Regions from separate parts of the Mus musculus genome. Here region 2 is linked to region 1. Evidence: chromatin contacts called from public Hi-C data. All regions are on one chromosome and are shown on one strand. The core of a region is the stretch at or near the end of the contact, and the rest is flanking DNA. Distances in the headings are between cores, read along the strand shown.

Region 1 (7,655 bases), core at 3,317-5,816:
CAGCTGTGGCAACAGCTGCTCCAGTCAGGAAACAGGAGAGCTACAGAATTCCATTCCACGGACCCCAGTACACAGAACCACACAGCAGTGGACAAGACACACCAAACCTCTTGGACTGGACATGGGAAGATATATGGAAATATCTGGGTCTAGTTGCTCCATGACATTGGCCTATGGTAGCAGCTATTGGTTGGGGGAAGGAATCAGGTACCAGAAGGTGTTTCTGTCTCCCAGGGTGTTGAAGCACGGGAACACTGGCACCAGCTGTCCTGAGCCTGCAGGGAATCCTCCCTGTCCAAAAGGATTGGCCTCTCCTTTATCTTTGTCACAAGAAGATTCCCTAAAAGGAGCCCCACCTAGGGCTCAGCCTGGAAATTCAGGCAGAGAGGGAGTCTTGACACATGCACTGGAGGCATTATGATCTGAAGCAGCTGTGTTGCTGGAAGGATCTGTCACTCAGTAGAGATAGTTGAGTGGGTGACTAAAATCAGGAAGAGCCTGCAAACACACTCAGCTGATTGGAGGGATCTGAGAAGCAAGCAGGCGACTCCTGCCTTTTCTATTGTTTAAAGATTTATCATCGATTTCCATTTTATGTGTTGGATGTTTTGCCTGCATGCCTGTCTGTTTACTGTGTACCTGCAGTGCCCACAGAGGCTAGAAGAAATCATCAGGTCTCCTGTAACTGAAGTTACAGACTGTGGTTCGCAGCCACCTGGGTGCTGGGAGTCTGGAATACCAGCCAGTGCTCTTAACTGCTGAGCCATCTCTCCATTCATACAGCAGATTTTTAGGTTTATTAATTTTATTTTACTGTATGAGTATTTTGCTTGCATGGATGTCTAGCAACTAGGTGAATACTCAGTGCATGTCACTGTATGTCAGAAGAAGGCATCATATCTGCTGGAAATGGAGCTCACAGGTAGCTGTGAGCTATTGTGTGTGTGCCAGGACCCAAACTCATGTCCGCTGGAAGAGTGGCCAGTATGCCTAACTGCTGAGCCATCTTTCCAGTCTCACTCTACTTATTTTTTAAAGAGGAGAGAGCTCTTGCCTTAATCCCTTGAGTTTTCCAGGCTTTTTCACCCTAGAACTGGGAATAAAACTAGTCTTACGTCCTAGCATATAAAAATAATAAATATTTGCTGTATGAATACATGAGGGAAAATAAACACTCTAAAATGCTGGAATCCAGAAAGGCAACTCTGCGGGCTATACCCGGCTAACTGAACAACTGTGCTGGCCACACACGGCTCTGGTGCGGCAGCCTGGCCTCTGAACCCTTCAGCTGGCTTCGTCCTTCCACTGACTCATGGGAGCTCCACCTGTTCCCAATCCCTGTGCTGCCTGAGCACGCCAGGAACACAGGCCTGCCTGCCTGCCTGCCCTCTTCATATGTGGCAGCCTGGCCCAAAGTAGGGCTTGAGCAAGTAGCTGGCCCTCACATTTAGCCACACACCACATTTCACCACAGATGGGCTTTCATATATGAGTGAAATGTTTTCCTGAGAAAGTAATATTTTTAGAAGCATTTTTGACCCAAATATTTTATTACACAGAACACAATAAAATAACATTAATAAATATAAATATTTAATTTATTGGTTGTGAATGATAAATTTATAATAAAATATATAATATACAATAAATTACATAATATAAAATTATACTATGCATATATATTTATATATTACATATCTATACTACACAGATTTTTATATATTTCCCTCTAGTTTACGATTTTTGGTTATACTACTTTATAATATTATGTACATTTATGTATAAGTATATTGGTTGATCGATTGATAAGCTTACTTTTTTTTCTAGTACTGGTGATTGAAACCAGGGTCATATAAATGCTAGGGCAGTAGTCTACCTCTGACCCATAACTGTATTTATATAGCATATTATATTCTTTTAATATACATTTCATGTCTTTATATGCTATACATTCTATATAATATCCATTCATATAACATACGAGATGGCATATGCATATATACTATATATTTTTCTACCTTCTAGCAGATATCATGTGATCCTGACAGCTTCTCCTTGTCTAACCCACTGACTGGACAGTCTCTCACATGGAACTTGAAATAGTTTCTGACTGTGCTTCCTAGACAGTAGCACTATATGTGTAAGTTCAAAGTAGAAAGCTAGCCGTGGTGACCATCAGTGTGTCCACTCAACCAGACTCTGTTTTAGCAGTCCTGTCTGCAGAGCTGGGCCACCCTGAGTGGCTAGGCCTTGGAAAGGAGGTGGGGGCAGATGCCCCTCCACGGTGACTAGAAATGCCATTATTCTTACTAGGATGCCTGGAGTGACAGATGCATCAGTCAGAGTGCACAAACACCCACGCAGGTGGATACGATCAACAGTTCATTATACATGTAAACTAGAGACCAAGGGCTTTTAAACCTCAAAGCCACAGCAGGCTTCAGCCCACAGCGGAACCACGAGGGAAAGATGGACAGACACATGCAGCAGCCAGATAATCAGTGCATGAGAGGAAATAGACATGGTAGCTCACAGTTTGAAGGTTGCAGCTCAGAGCTGGAAGGCCCTGTTGCTTTAAGGATTGTTGTGGGGTAGGGAGTGGACATGGAGGTGAGAGCTCATGGCTCATCAAAAGTGCCCGTGTGGTTGAGAAGAGGAAAAACAGAAAAGGAAGAGACCTTCCTAACCCCTTCAAGGGTGCTCTACCAACCACCTAAACCTCCTGCTAGGTCATATCTCGGAGGCTCCATTATTCCCTAGCAATGCCACCCTGAGGATCAGCCTTTAACACACGGGCTATTTGTGAGGATATTTAAGACTCAAACCATAGCAGGCCTCAACCAGGAGGGCTGTCTAGCAAGGGCATCTTATCTACAAGTATCTTTTGGGGACCACTGGTCATTCCAGGTCTGCCCAGTGGTCAGGCAGCATAAGAAAACAAATCAACACTCAGGACTACACAATCCTGCATATTTCTAGGGCGAGAGATGTCAAGAGAGTCTCCAGCAGGGAGGACAGTGCCAGGGTGGAGGGAGGGGCTGCCACGTGCTTCCCTGGCCAGTGCAGTGGTTCCTATTTCCAGACAGAGCCAGCGATCAGGTGTCGGTGCAGGCAGGGTTAGGTCCATGGTGGGTGCCCCCACGTGCCCCAGGTGTATTGGGCAGGCCTCATGGCAGGCTGTCTGGAGGGCTGAGCAAGAACAGGCCAGGCTAGAGGGAGCTGAACCTTAATGAGAGCCAGGTGGGGCCACACCTCATCTGCTGGGCTGCACCTCCTGGCTTTGATCAGTGATAAGGCCTGCATGTTCCCAGGACCCCTGCCCTCCCCATAACTACTCTGCTCTGGCCACCACTTCCCCTTCAAAGACAGCTCTCATCACTAGCCACAGATCGGACAGGGAGAAATCAGAGCTAAGGGGGCAGGATCATTTCCCTGTGACCCACTCCCAGGGTGACTACAAAATATCCCCACATGCCCCAGATACGCAAGCAGGCTACCCTCAACCTGGGCACCTCAAAGTAGCTAATACCACTGAGGCTCAAGGAAAAAGACCACCCCATGCCCCATTTTGTCTTTGTTACTTCTGTTCATTTGAATGTTTTTCCTGCTCTGTGGCGGGAGCTCTTTGGTGAATGCTTCCCAGAGAGCTACGGAGGACTGGGATCTGCTGCATCAAGGCTCCCCTCTATAGGGCAGTGGTTGGGGGAGGGGGCTGGAGTCTGACAAGCCTCTACCTGGGGTGATTAGGATATGTGTGCTTGGGACTCTGTCCCAGGCAGGGGATATGGGGATGTGTATTTATGGACGCGTATTTTAAATAGGTGTTCCACAGTTCTTAGAAAGTCCACTCTTGGAAAGAGTGGGATGGCTCTGCAGGTAAAGGCACTTGCCATCAGGATTTAATCCCTGGGACCCACATGGTGGAAGAAAAGAGCTAACCCCTGCAAAGCTGTCCTCTGACACCCCCCCCCCAGACACACACCCATTAAATAAATAAATAAGTGCAATAAAATAAAAAAGAAACTCCCCTCCTTTGGGTGGTGCGCCCATCCTTGCTCCACAGACCGTTTCTGAGGTGTCTGGGACAGAGCAACTTCAGTGGAGCCTTCCTCCGCTATAGTGTTTTACAGCCCACAATTCATTAGCAGCATGGTCAGCTCTGGCCAGGGCAGCGGGCTGCTTCAGAGAGCTTAACCAACCAATTTGTCCAGGGGACAGAAATGAATGGCTTCCTTAATGAGCAGCTGTCTGGGAGCCGCGCCCACTCCACCGTGGCATTAGCGGCAATTGGACTGTTATTAATTTATATTCTGCCTCTTAAAGGAGAATCTATACTGTCAAGGCCATGGGGGAGCCCCTTGTTCATTTGCCTTCCAAATCTGTCTAAATTATTCAGGCCGGCTAATGAATTTGTCGTGGCCCACACTCCTACAGCGTCTAGACGGAATCCAGAACGTCAGCAGCCACATCCATCCCGAGGCCTGACCCAACATCACCCACCACACAGAATCACGCAGCTTCATTCAGAGGCAGTTTTCAGGCCAGGAGCAAAGCACTGTATTTCCAGAATGGAGACCATGTGAGCGCATCTGGGTGACGTCATTGGGAGAGGCTGCTGGGGAGTAAAGGCAGAATGTTTAGAGAACAGAAAAGCAGGCAGAGTGAGACAGCGCCATCCATCGGGATCCCAAGAAAACCAGCAGTATTGGGCTCCGAGGCGCTCGCTGCCTGAGATAACTTGCTTGCTTGTGGCCCCTCTCACACCAAACCACAGGCAACTATGGGTGCTGAACTCTGGGACACAGCTGGCAAGAGTACAGTTGTAAACTCAGGAAACACAGGCCCAAGACTGGAGGGTCTGAGTGTGCTCGGCTTCCCCGAGGTATGCAGCAACTTCCTAGATGTGCTAAGGGGGCAAGGATAGCCAGGCAGGACTCTAGCCTGAGGACCTCACCTCTGCAGTATCTGGGGAGGGGGGGGGCGGGGAAGGCTGTTCTCTTCCATCTAAGGGCAGGAGAGATAAAAGTCTCAATTGTATCTCTCATGAAGAAGGGCTGAATCCAGGACCTCAGTATACGACTACATCTGGAGACAGAACCTAGGCAGGGGTGACTTAATAACAACAATGTCTTGATCTCAGACTTCAGCCTCTGGACCATGAGGCTTTAACTGTTGGTTGATGATGCTCAGGTCTGACATATGTGTTATGCATGTGCTATGTGCTATGATGCATCATAACAGCTAAGCTGAGTTGATGCACCAGGGATGGGAAGCCCAGAGCCCAGTGGTGTGTGTGTGTGTGTGTGTGTGTGTGTGTGTGTGTGTGTGTGTGTATGTACACATGACCAAGTACATGCCTCTGCTTACCCCCCCCCAGACCCCAATGTCTCAGCCACAGCCCTTAAGGCTCACACAGACTGAAGTTCAAGGGAGGTGCCCTGGGCCTGGTCTGACACCCTCCCTCTACACAGATGAGCCTGGGGCTCCAGGCTGGCGAGACTGCTGGAGCATCCGCCTCCTTGGGCCCAGCCACAATGCTGCTCTGGCGGTTAAGTGGAACGCTGACTCCTAATTGCCATAATGGGCTTGGGGAGGCATTCGCCCAGTGGCTAGTCAGGTGCAAGGCTGGAGTCTGCATTGCCCAGCCCTGTCTCTCCTGCGACCCACAGACAGTGGGACCACCAGGGATAGGCCAGGAAGATGGGGTACCTGGCTCCTCCACCTGTCACCATCCTCTCTCGTTGTTTATTCACTGGTTCATGCAGTCAGAAGACACGTAGTTGGAAATACCAGGAGCCCAAGTGATGCAGCACTTGGCACACGCTGACCCTGTCTTAGTGATGGTTCTTGGGATATCACTCCCAATCTACACTTGAAAGCTGGGTAAAGATCAGTAGGATGCTAGTCCATAGTCCTCAGACGACAGGAGCTGAGTAACCCAAACACCAGTAACATTGCATGATGGGGTGGCAAGGCAGACCCTGGAGAGCCTCACTGGCAGCCAGACCTCAGTTCCAGAGGGGACTGGTGCACAGAAGGTATTACTAGAGGAAAAATTGTGTCCAGATGTGATGGGGTCTCTCCCCACCTGCAGTCTATGTCTACATTCCCATATTAACCCCTGGGTGCGGACAGGAATATCACCTTCCCAACTGCTGCAGAGGGCTGAGTCTGCTTACTGTGACCCTTACAAAAAACCCCTAGCTTCTCCTCAGAGATGCTGCCCTGACAGCTCCTGCCACTCTCCTGTCGCCTACCACTGCTCGTTGCTGTCTTCTTTTTCCCTTCAGTAGGTGAGAGTTCTGCCAAGTTCTCTGGCTCCCCTACACCTAGCGCTTCCAGATTCTTCCACTCAATCAACCTCAAATTTGGCCTTTGGCTGTTTTACTTCCTGGTAGGGAAATTAACCATTCCCAAGACTCACAAGGGAGAGGAGAAGTGGGGCATGTTAAGGGACACCAGTCTCTCTGAATATCAGAGAGGCAGGAGGTACCCAGAGACCCTGTGATGAGCCCCAGGTGGGAACAAAGAAGCAGAGGGATTCCCAAGGCCAGTATGACCCCTACCTTTCCAACTGCTTAAAAAGGCCCTGTTCAGTGAAGGCTGGAGCAGAGCCTGACAGAAGCCATAGGACATGATCTGAGTGAGTAACACTGGGGCTCAATGGAGCCTGTGATGGTAAGGGATGGGGGAAGAAAGAGAGGCTGGGTGTTAAGGGCACAGAGAATTCCAGGTTGCTCCCAAGAACAGGCAGAGACTCTCAGCAAGCACTGTGTCGGAAGAGTGAGCCACAGAAGCGATGCATGGTGGGATGTCCTTTGCATGTCACATCTTCCCAATTCCGTTGTATTTTCTGCTTTTCTAACAGAACCGGGGGCACCCCACTACCTTGTCTCACTACCCTGTTCTAGGTTCTGGGCCACTTGGTCCATCTCTGCTCTGCCTCCAAGCAAAGGGACCAAGTAAAGATGTAGCATTCTCACATGCACAGGGCCGGCATGGTACATGGGAGTCTAGAGCCCCAGCCACGCACTAGGTTTCCTGCAGTGAGATAAAATCCACATCCAGCTTCGATACCCCCAGACGGCAATGTTTCTCTACCACCACAGCTTATAACCACTGAGCGGATGCACACACAAAGCCTGCTTCCTGCAAGGCTTGGAAAGCAGGTCTTCTTTAATTAATGACTTGCCATGTAATTGCAGGATTGCGTACAGGGCCGCTGTCTGCAATGGGCTTTTGAGACAATTTTGGCGCCAGCAGCCTGATGTGGGCACGCTGTGCCTGGGTGTCCAGGGACTCAGTGCCCATCCATCAAGCTACTTCCTTCAGCCCTGGTAAACCCATCCCTTCTCCAACATTCAGGCCTAAGGCCATCTTCTGCCTGTTGCTGGTGGGCACTGCCTCTGCCTCCTGGGTATGCCATGCTCATTGGCTTCTTTCCTGGGGTGCTGGCCTTTTCTCCAACTGCAAGGAGATCTCTGGAGAGCCAACCTACAGGGCTGCTCAGAGGACCACGTGGTAATCTGAACCCTTGGTCCCTCCTAGCCCCTGGCTCTGAGCCCAGCAAATACACTCTATTTGCATCAAGGGCTGCTGTAGTTGGGACCTTATTCCATCCCATCTTCTATTCCTGTGTTCCACCCACTCCGTGA
Region 2 (7,655 bases), core at 3,237-5,736, 51 kb before region 1:
AAAACAACACAGCAAGCAGGGACAGGACGGTCAGCATCCATGACGAGTGCCAAGGCTGGGGCACAGTGTATGTAGCTGTGTGTGGATACAGGTGGATTTGCATTCATGTTTGTGTTTGCATATACCATTGGGAATGTATGTATATGCCTGTGTTCCCATGTGTCAGGAGAGGAACCCCAGCCTGGCTTAGACTTAGAAAGGGTTTCCCTTGGGTTGCAGCTTCTCTTAGTGGAGCACAAGGGCAAGGATGAGGTGGAAGGATGCTTCAGGCACAGGCTGTCAGAGACCTCTATGCAGCCAGACCCAGCTCAGTGCCAGCCATGCCTGTATCCTCTGGCTTCTCATCCCCGAGTCTACCCATCAGCTTACACACTCACTTATCCAGTCATTCACCCATTCACTCATTCATGCACCCACTCTCTCCCCGACTACTTCATTCATTCAATCCTTCACTCAATTATTCATTCACTCATTTACACTCATACATTTGCTTGCACACTCATTCAGTGTGGGGTCTCAGATCGTGTCCCTCCTTAGAGCAAGTGCACCCCCTGGGTGGGCAGGCATACCCCAAGCAGCAGGAGGCCCTCCATGCCCAGCCTCTCAGCCTCTGTGCTTGGGGATGTCTGTAGCAAGGAGGTTCACCTCAATGGGTCCCACTAGAGTCAGAAGAAATGAGTCTGCTCCCCAGACATCAATCCTCAATCAATAACGGTGCAGCCTGCAGCCAGTGGCAGGCTCTGTGGAAACCACAGTCTCAGGAGAGGTGGGGAGAGTGTGTGAGGGAAGGAGCTGTCTGGGTGTCTCAGGGGACATCTTTGCCAGTGTTCTATCCTGCCAGGGAGAGTCCTGGGAGCCATGCTCACAGCCCCCAGCCCTTCCTACTGGCCACAGTCCTAGGAGCCAGCACTGCTGCAGCTCACCAGGGCACTCACCAGGCAGTTGCTGAGTGGTGGGGGTGCTGTGCCTGGTGACCAAGTTCCTAGGTCTCTGTAGTTGCTTTGCTCCTTCCTTCCTTCCTTCCTTCCTTCCTTCCTTCCTTCCTTCCTTCCTTCCTTCCTTCCTTCCTTCCCTCCCTCCCTCCCTCCCTCCGTCCCTCCCTCCCTCCTTCCCTTTTTTTTTTTGTTTTTTTGTTTTTTTTCAAGACAGGGTTTCCCTGTATAGCCCTGGCTGTCCTGGAACTCACTTAATAGTTGGAACTGGAACTCGGAAATCTGCCTGCCTCTGCCTCCCAAGTGCTAAGATTAAAGGTGTGTGCCATCACTGCCCGGCCCTTCCTTTCTTCTTCCCTTTCTGTTTTTTTGAGACACAGTTTCTCTGTGTAGCCCTGGCTGCCCTGAACTTATTCTGTAGACCAGTCTGGCCTCAAATGCAGAGATCTGCCTGCCTCTGCCTCTGCCTCCCGAATGAGGGATTAAAAGCATGTGCCACTGTTCCTGGCTCCGGCTGCCATACTTCATCTACATTCCTCATGTCTGCACCCCTCCTACCCACATAGCCTGCAGACAGGCCGCGCCTCTGTACAGCCTTGCTCTAAGCCAGGCCTGAGGCTCACGTGCCCAGGATTATGGGGACGATGACTATAGCTTCCTTTCAGCCTTCACCCACAGGACCATGGAGGAACATGGGATGATAGCTCCAAGGCAGGGATGAGAAAGAAGAGTGGTAGGGGGTCAGACAGTCCAGGTACCGGACCTAACCTTGGAGCCCAGCCCGCGTTTAGATTGATGGGGGAGGGCTGCAGAACACCCACCTTCCTCCTCCATCTTCATCTTCAGATGTTCAAGCTTCTGGCCAGAGCCTATGCTGATGTCCACCCCATGATGATGGACAGGTCGGAGAACAGGTGTGGGGGCAACTTCCTGAAGCGGGGGAGCATCATCAACGGGGCGGACTGGTACAGCTTCACTGGAGGTGCGGCCTGAGCAGGGGGGTGGGTGGGGCCTTCCTCAGCAGAGCCCTGGCACTCTCCGCAGAGTTAGTCAGCATCTGCCTGGAGAAGGGGAACTGGGATGACTGGTCCTGTGACTTCAGCAGTTACTGTTGAATTTATTTTATAATCAGCTTTTTATATAAGCCCTTGCTGCTTGTTAGGGGTTGAACAGGGCTGTGGGGTGCAGTGGCAGAGCCCCGGGGAAGCTGACATCTCAGGGCAATAGAAGACTTTTTGGTTCTGGGTAACAGGTCCTAATGGTTGGGATATATTTACTGTGTAAGATATTAGGGTGCTGTACTCTAAGGCTTCCGGGTTTTCCCAAGCTCAGCGTTCACCGGACCTCTGAGTCCTCACTGGCTGCTGTGTGCTGGGTGAAGGTATCATAAGTGCACTGTGGGAGACACATGCTATGCACACCCTGAAGCACCCATTGAAGCCCCTTCCCTAGCAACAGCCCCCTTCACCTGATTTCTGCTGTGCCCCAGCACCGGTAGACCATTCTGCACTGGGCAAGAGAGCAAGGGACAGATTCACAGGCCTGTGTTGGCACGGCTGGGGCTTGCTCACCCTGCAACTCTGTGTCCCACCAAACCTACTCAGGCGGCCAACAGCTACTGTCCTCATGTGTTCCAAAGCTACTATTTGATCTTGTCACGCTGCCAGGGACTAGCACATGCCATCTTCTGGGGCATGAGAGCTTCCCTTCTTTCCAGGCTTCAGGTACATTGGTTCCCCAGATGGCAGACAAGGGAGATCCTACTGTTGAGGCTGAATGGAGAGATCCATAGGCTTCCTTCCAGCAGCTGGCAGGGCCACAGAGCAGAGGTGGCACCCGTGAGGACTGTGGCAGTGGTAGCTCCGACAGCAGAGCTCAGAAACACAAAAGTCCTTAGAGCTGGGGGGGGGGGGGGACGACGACATTGTAGTCCTCCCGACTTCCTCTCTGGGAAATGATCAGGTCTCCCTGGACTGCTGTTAACTCTGGGCAATTGTGTGCTGTGGTCATTGTCAGACTCCTTGAGGCTGTAGGCCCAATAGCTGGGACACAGAGACCTGTGAGGTGCACTGGCTAGTTTCTCTGGGAGAACAAGATTCTGCCACCCACCTGTCTGAAATCAAGTTTACCTCTGTGGCCTGGTCAGGGCCTCTACTCCTGACCTCAGGGTTATGCATGGAAGAACAGTGGCTGTGTAAATCACCTCTTTGTGCAAAGTGGTGCTGGGCCTGGAGTTTTGTGCCTGCCACAGGCTCTTTGCCCTTGACACTCAGCTGCCCACCCCACAGGTATGTCTGACTTCAACTACTTACATACCAACTGCTTTGAGATCACTGTGGAACTGGGCTGTGTGAAGTTCCCCCCAGAGGAGGCGCTGTATGGCCTGTGGCAACAGAACAAGGAGCCCCTACTCAACTTCCTGGAGATGGTGAGCCCCACCCACTGGAAGCTTCCCATGGTGGGGAAGAAGTCCAGCTTCTACCCTTAGGCTCTGTCCTCTTGGCTCTATCTGGGGCTCAGTGGAAGCATAAGTTGGTGACTTCTCTGACCATCCATTCAAGACTGGGGCTTCCCAACCATATCTCTTCCCTCATATCTCACAGGCATGATTGCCAAAGGGAACGTGGGGGCCTGGCAGTCTTTTGGGGGTACTGGCAGTCTGGAGGGGATGCTGGCCTGCCTCCAAGCCCCGGGAGCTATCAGGAAGCAGTAGGTGAATTAAGCTGAATCTTGACGGAAGAAAAACCAGGCAGGAGCGGGTACTCTCTGAGCAGAGGGGGTGCAGTAGGCGACTCAGTGAGGCACTTGAGACCTACGGGGTCCCTTCCCGAGACTGGAGTGAGGGTAGTTGTAGGAGTGAAGAGGACAGTATGTATGGGGGTGGGTGGGTCTCAGAGGTGATGATTCTGGGATACAGCCTGTTCACACATCAGAGGTCTGCAGGCTGAAGGGTAGACTGCCCAAGAGTACCTGCCTATCTGCATGGAGCTCATCTGGACTAGGTGATGGGGTGATTGAAAATACATCCTCAGAATCCTCCATTGGATCCTGGAGCTAGAGTCTGCTGGGTCAGAGGAAATAGGTGCCTGAGCCAATGCCTCACCCGGCACAGCTCACACAAGTGCTATAGAATAATGACGAGGCACGGAGAGCTATAGGGAGATAACAGCTTTGGGGACATCAGCACATTCAGATGCAGGGTGGCCTTGACAAGTGCACAGTGCTCCGCAGTTGGTCCCGCCCCTAGATGGCCCTGCCCTAGGCAGCCCCACCCCTAGATGATGAGGCCCGAGAGAATGATCACTGTGGCCACAGAGGCATGTGGCTATGCTGGGGGGTGGGGGGAGCAAGAGGAGTGGCCATGCAATGGCAGCTGCCTGGAGTTTAAGTTCAGACTTTGTGTCCCCAAGTTCGGTCCTTGAGCCCTGTTTATTTTCTGGCGAGATCAGGAATCTTCCACCAGGTGAGACCAGCCAGAGCCTTGCTACAGCAGCAGCTATGGGAAGAAGACAGCCCCAAGTAGCACAGAACATGGCCACTGTTTTCTGTGGTAGCTGGCACGTCATTCAGGCAGGGTGTGTCTCATCCACAGGCAGGGCCTGGGGCAGAGCTAGGTGCTCAGGCTATTCTGTGGTCGTCTGGGGAAAATGAGTTAGAAGGGGCTTTGGTGGGACTGGGATCGCTCCGTGGATATTGTACATGAAGTCTCAGTGTATGAAGATTTAATGGCAGGCAGAGTGGTGGCCAGTCGCGCAGCACTTGGCTTACCCCGAGACAGATGACCCCCAGGAAAACGGGCTTGGATCCTGATAAGGATCAGGTCTGTCAGGGCCAATTGAGGTCACTTTCACAGTGATCCTGAGCAGGCCCAGGGGTGGGGGGGTGGAAGAGGCAGAGGCAGAACCAATTCCTCCTGCTGCTCAGCTCTGGGCCCCAGGGTGGCAGAAGAGGACCCCAGTTGAGGTGCAGATCAGAGACTAGCCAACTGGAGGGAGGGGCTCCCGTGGACAGGCCCTGAGACACAAATGCTCACTCAGTAAAACCCAGCAGGGAGAGAGAAGCTAGGCTATGGCGTCATCAGGAATGACATCTTAGAGGCTGAGGAGTGAGGGCTTCTGGGAGTGGTAGAAGGGGCCAGTCAGTGCAGATGGCCAGAACATTCTAAGAGGGCAAAGGTGGGGGGGCACAGAGGTCTAGAGGGATACACGCATGGGGGAACCACAGGTTAGCCATGACCACTGGCTCTGTAGGAGTCAGTGTCTTTCTGTGAGTGAGGAGGAGGGAGGGAGGAGCTGGCTGGGTTGGCACAGTGGCCTCCGTACCATCAGTTGTCCTCATCCAACAACTCCTCCTCTCCCTCTACAGGATAGCATTTCTGGTTTCAGCTCCACAGAACAGCAATCCGTGCTCAGGAGCATCCAGGCAGTGGTCACCCATTCAGGGGCAGCCAGCTACCACTTAGGTGTTCATGTCATGAGAGTTGAGCTCCCAGCCTGTGCTAGCCACATCTACATGCCCTCTTTTCCCAAACCTTCAACCCTGTTTTGTTTATTTCTAAACTGTAGAAGAGAAGTGACTAGATTGTTGTGTCTGCCTCAGTGCCTCTGGGAGTCAGGAGGGAGGGTGGCAGCCACTGAGAGCTGCTGGCTCTGAGCAGTGGGGGACTTCTGGGATTGTTGGGTTCCCGACTTTGCTGATCTTAGAAGCACTATGAGCCCTAGGTGTTATTGGCAGCTCCGGCCCCACTAAGATCCATTCTGTAGCTGAGGAAGTTGAATGTGCAGAAGCAAATGGTTTTCTGGGGTCAGGAGGCCCCCTTGTGTGCAGAAGGCACGGGGTGTGGCTGGGAAGCAGAAAGGTCAGTTCATAGTAGGGCTGAGTCTGTCCAGCTTCATGGCTGCCCTCCAGGGGTCCTGGGCTTTACTCTGAGGATACCGCTGAGTGTCTGGTGTGTAGACTGACACATGCAAGTGTAAGTAGTGAGTTGAGGGTTTGAGGACCTGGTCTGTGTCCTCACCAGGCTTCCTGCTAGAACCTCCGCTCAGAAGGGACCGCGAATGCCTTCCTAGGCTAGGGAGGTACAGATGCTCAGATGCACCTAAGGATAGACAGTGGAGGCTGTCCTCAGTGTCTGCGGTCAGGAAGGAAGTGTACGTGACCCTTAGGAAGAGCTTCATTGTCGGTCAAGCAACCCAGAAGGTACGAGTCAGACTGCCAGAGGTACCTCAAACAGGAAACAAGGCCTCAGCTGTACAAGCAAAATCCCAACCCAGAGGCGCCCGGGGGGCACTGGTGAGAGTGACATTGGGGTTAGACGTCACTCTGTACCTTCTCTCTGGTGCCTCTAGGTACACCGAGGCATCAAGGGTATGGTGACAGATAAATACGGAAAGCCAGTCAAGAACGCACGGATTCTGGTGAAAGGCATCCGCCACGATGTCACCACAGGTGAGCCACAGCCTGTGCCCGTCTGTGGGGGAGGTCAGTGCAGGGCTCCCATTTCACCAGCTTCTCTATCCATTCTCGGCCAGCTTGGTTAGGGAGAGTGGCAGCCTGGAGCCACCTCCCTCTGGGAAACCTAAACATTCAGGACCCAAGGTTCATGCTGGGACACTGTGTGTAGCATACTTATTTTGCTTGTAGCTGCGGCAAAATCCTTGATTAGGAGCAGCCTAAGGAGGGAGGGCTCCATTTAGTCTCCTAGTCCATCCTAAGTGAGGGCATGGTGGGAGGCTCTACCTCCCAAAGGTTCCACAGCCTTCCAAAATGGCACCACTCACCGAGCATCAACTGTTCACACACATGGGCATGGGGGACACTTCACATGGAACCCACAGCACCCTGAAAGTTGACTGTGTCTCATGTGGGCTTTGGCTGTCCTTAAGCCTTTCCCAGCTTGCAATCACAGTTCCGGGTGATGGAGAGCTGGCTCTTGCAGAGGACCCAGGTAAAATTCCCAGCACGTCTGGTGATTCACAGCCATCTGTAATTCCAGTTCCAGAGGATTCAATGCCCTCTTCGGACTTTTGAGGGCCCTATGCGTGCGTGTGGTGCAAATACACACATGCAGGCAAAAGATTCAACTGCATAAAATAAAAATAAAATATTTTAAAAGCAATTTTAAAATAGAGACCTATAATGTGGGTCTTGGCAGCACCATTGTCTGGTAGAGGGTAAACTTGCAAAGCCGGGGGACCGGGTGAAGCCTGCCAGGAAGAGGTGGCACCTAAGTAGGGCTTTGAGGAATGAATAGGAGTCTGATGAAGAGGTGGAGGACACTCTAGGTGGAGGCAAATGCTCATCCCACCTTGTGCTAAGGCCCATTTACCCCCATCTGTCATGCGACCTCCTCACCCTGACTGTCATAATTCTGCCTCAGCCTGAAGCCATCTGAGGGTTGTTTCTGTTTTCTTCGAAGCCCCTGATGGTGACTACTGGAGACTTCTTCCCCCGGGTTCCCATATCGTCATTGCTCAGGCCCCTGGCTATTCCAAGGTCATGAAGAGAGTCACCATTCCCTTGCGCATGAAGAAGGCCGGCCGTGTGGACTTCATCCTCCATCCTCTGGCGACAGGACCCAAGAACTTCCTTCCTGGACCTTCGAGAGCTTTACCTCGGTTCCAGGATCCTCAGAGAGAGCCCACACAGATGGATTTTGAGCCCCCCAGGGCTCGTAGGCAGCCAGCTAGTGGGAGCAAGCCATGGTGGTGGGCTTACTTCACA

The links. A called contact is a pair of places that touch in the nucleus more often than the background predicts.
Region 2: a Hi-C map of the N1E-115 cell line shows a contact between it and region 1, with 4 times the contacts expected there. The contact joins two enhancer-like sites. A contact is called at or near these places in 6 of 39 promoter capture datasets (the C10 cell line, the HPC-7 cell line, liver and 3 more), 38 of 484 Hi-C or Micro-C datasets (8-cell embryo, B cells, the G1E-ER4 cell line and 12 more) and 2 of 115 datasets of contacts at active chromatin or transcription factors (both in embryonic stem cells).

The regions. Positions count from the first base shown.
Region 1 is chr5:35,451,217-35,458,871 of GRCm38.p6, reverse strand. No RefSeq gene overlaps it. Among named protein-coding and RNA genes, the nearest start is that of Gm40283, 42 kb to the right of the region's middle. Within about 2 kb of position 4,566, at least 31 of the 459 cell types and tissues checked have an H3K27ac peak or open chromatin away from gene starts, as enhancers often do. A contact at or near this core is called in the N1E-115 cell line, where this site is marked.
Region 2 is chr5:35,502,377-35,510,031 of GRCm38.p6, reverse strand. Cpz (carboxypeptidase Z) reads left to right here. Exons shown (of 11, transcript NM_153107.2): 8 at 1,779-1,914; 9 at 3,221-3,360; 10 at 6,281-6,380; 11 at 7,351-7,655. Among named protein-coding and RNA genes, the nearest start is that of Cpz, 19 kb to the left of the region's middle. Within about 2 kb of position 4,486, at least 2 of the 459 cell types and tissues checked have an H3K27ac peak or open chromatin away from gene starts, as enhancers often do. A contact at or near this core is called in the N1E-115 cell line, where this site is marked.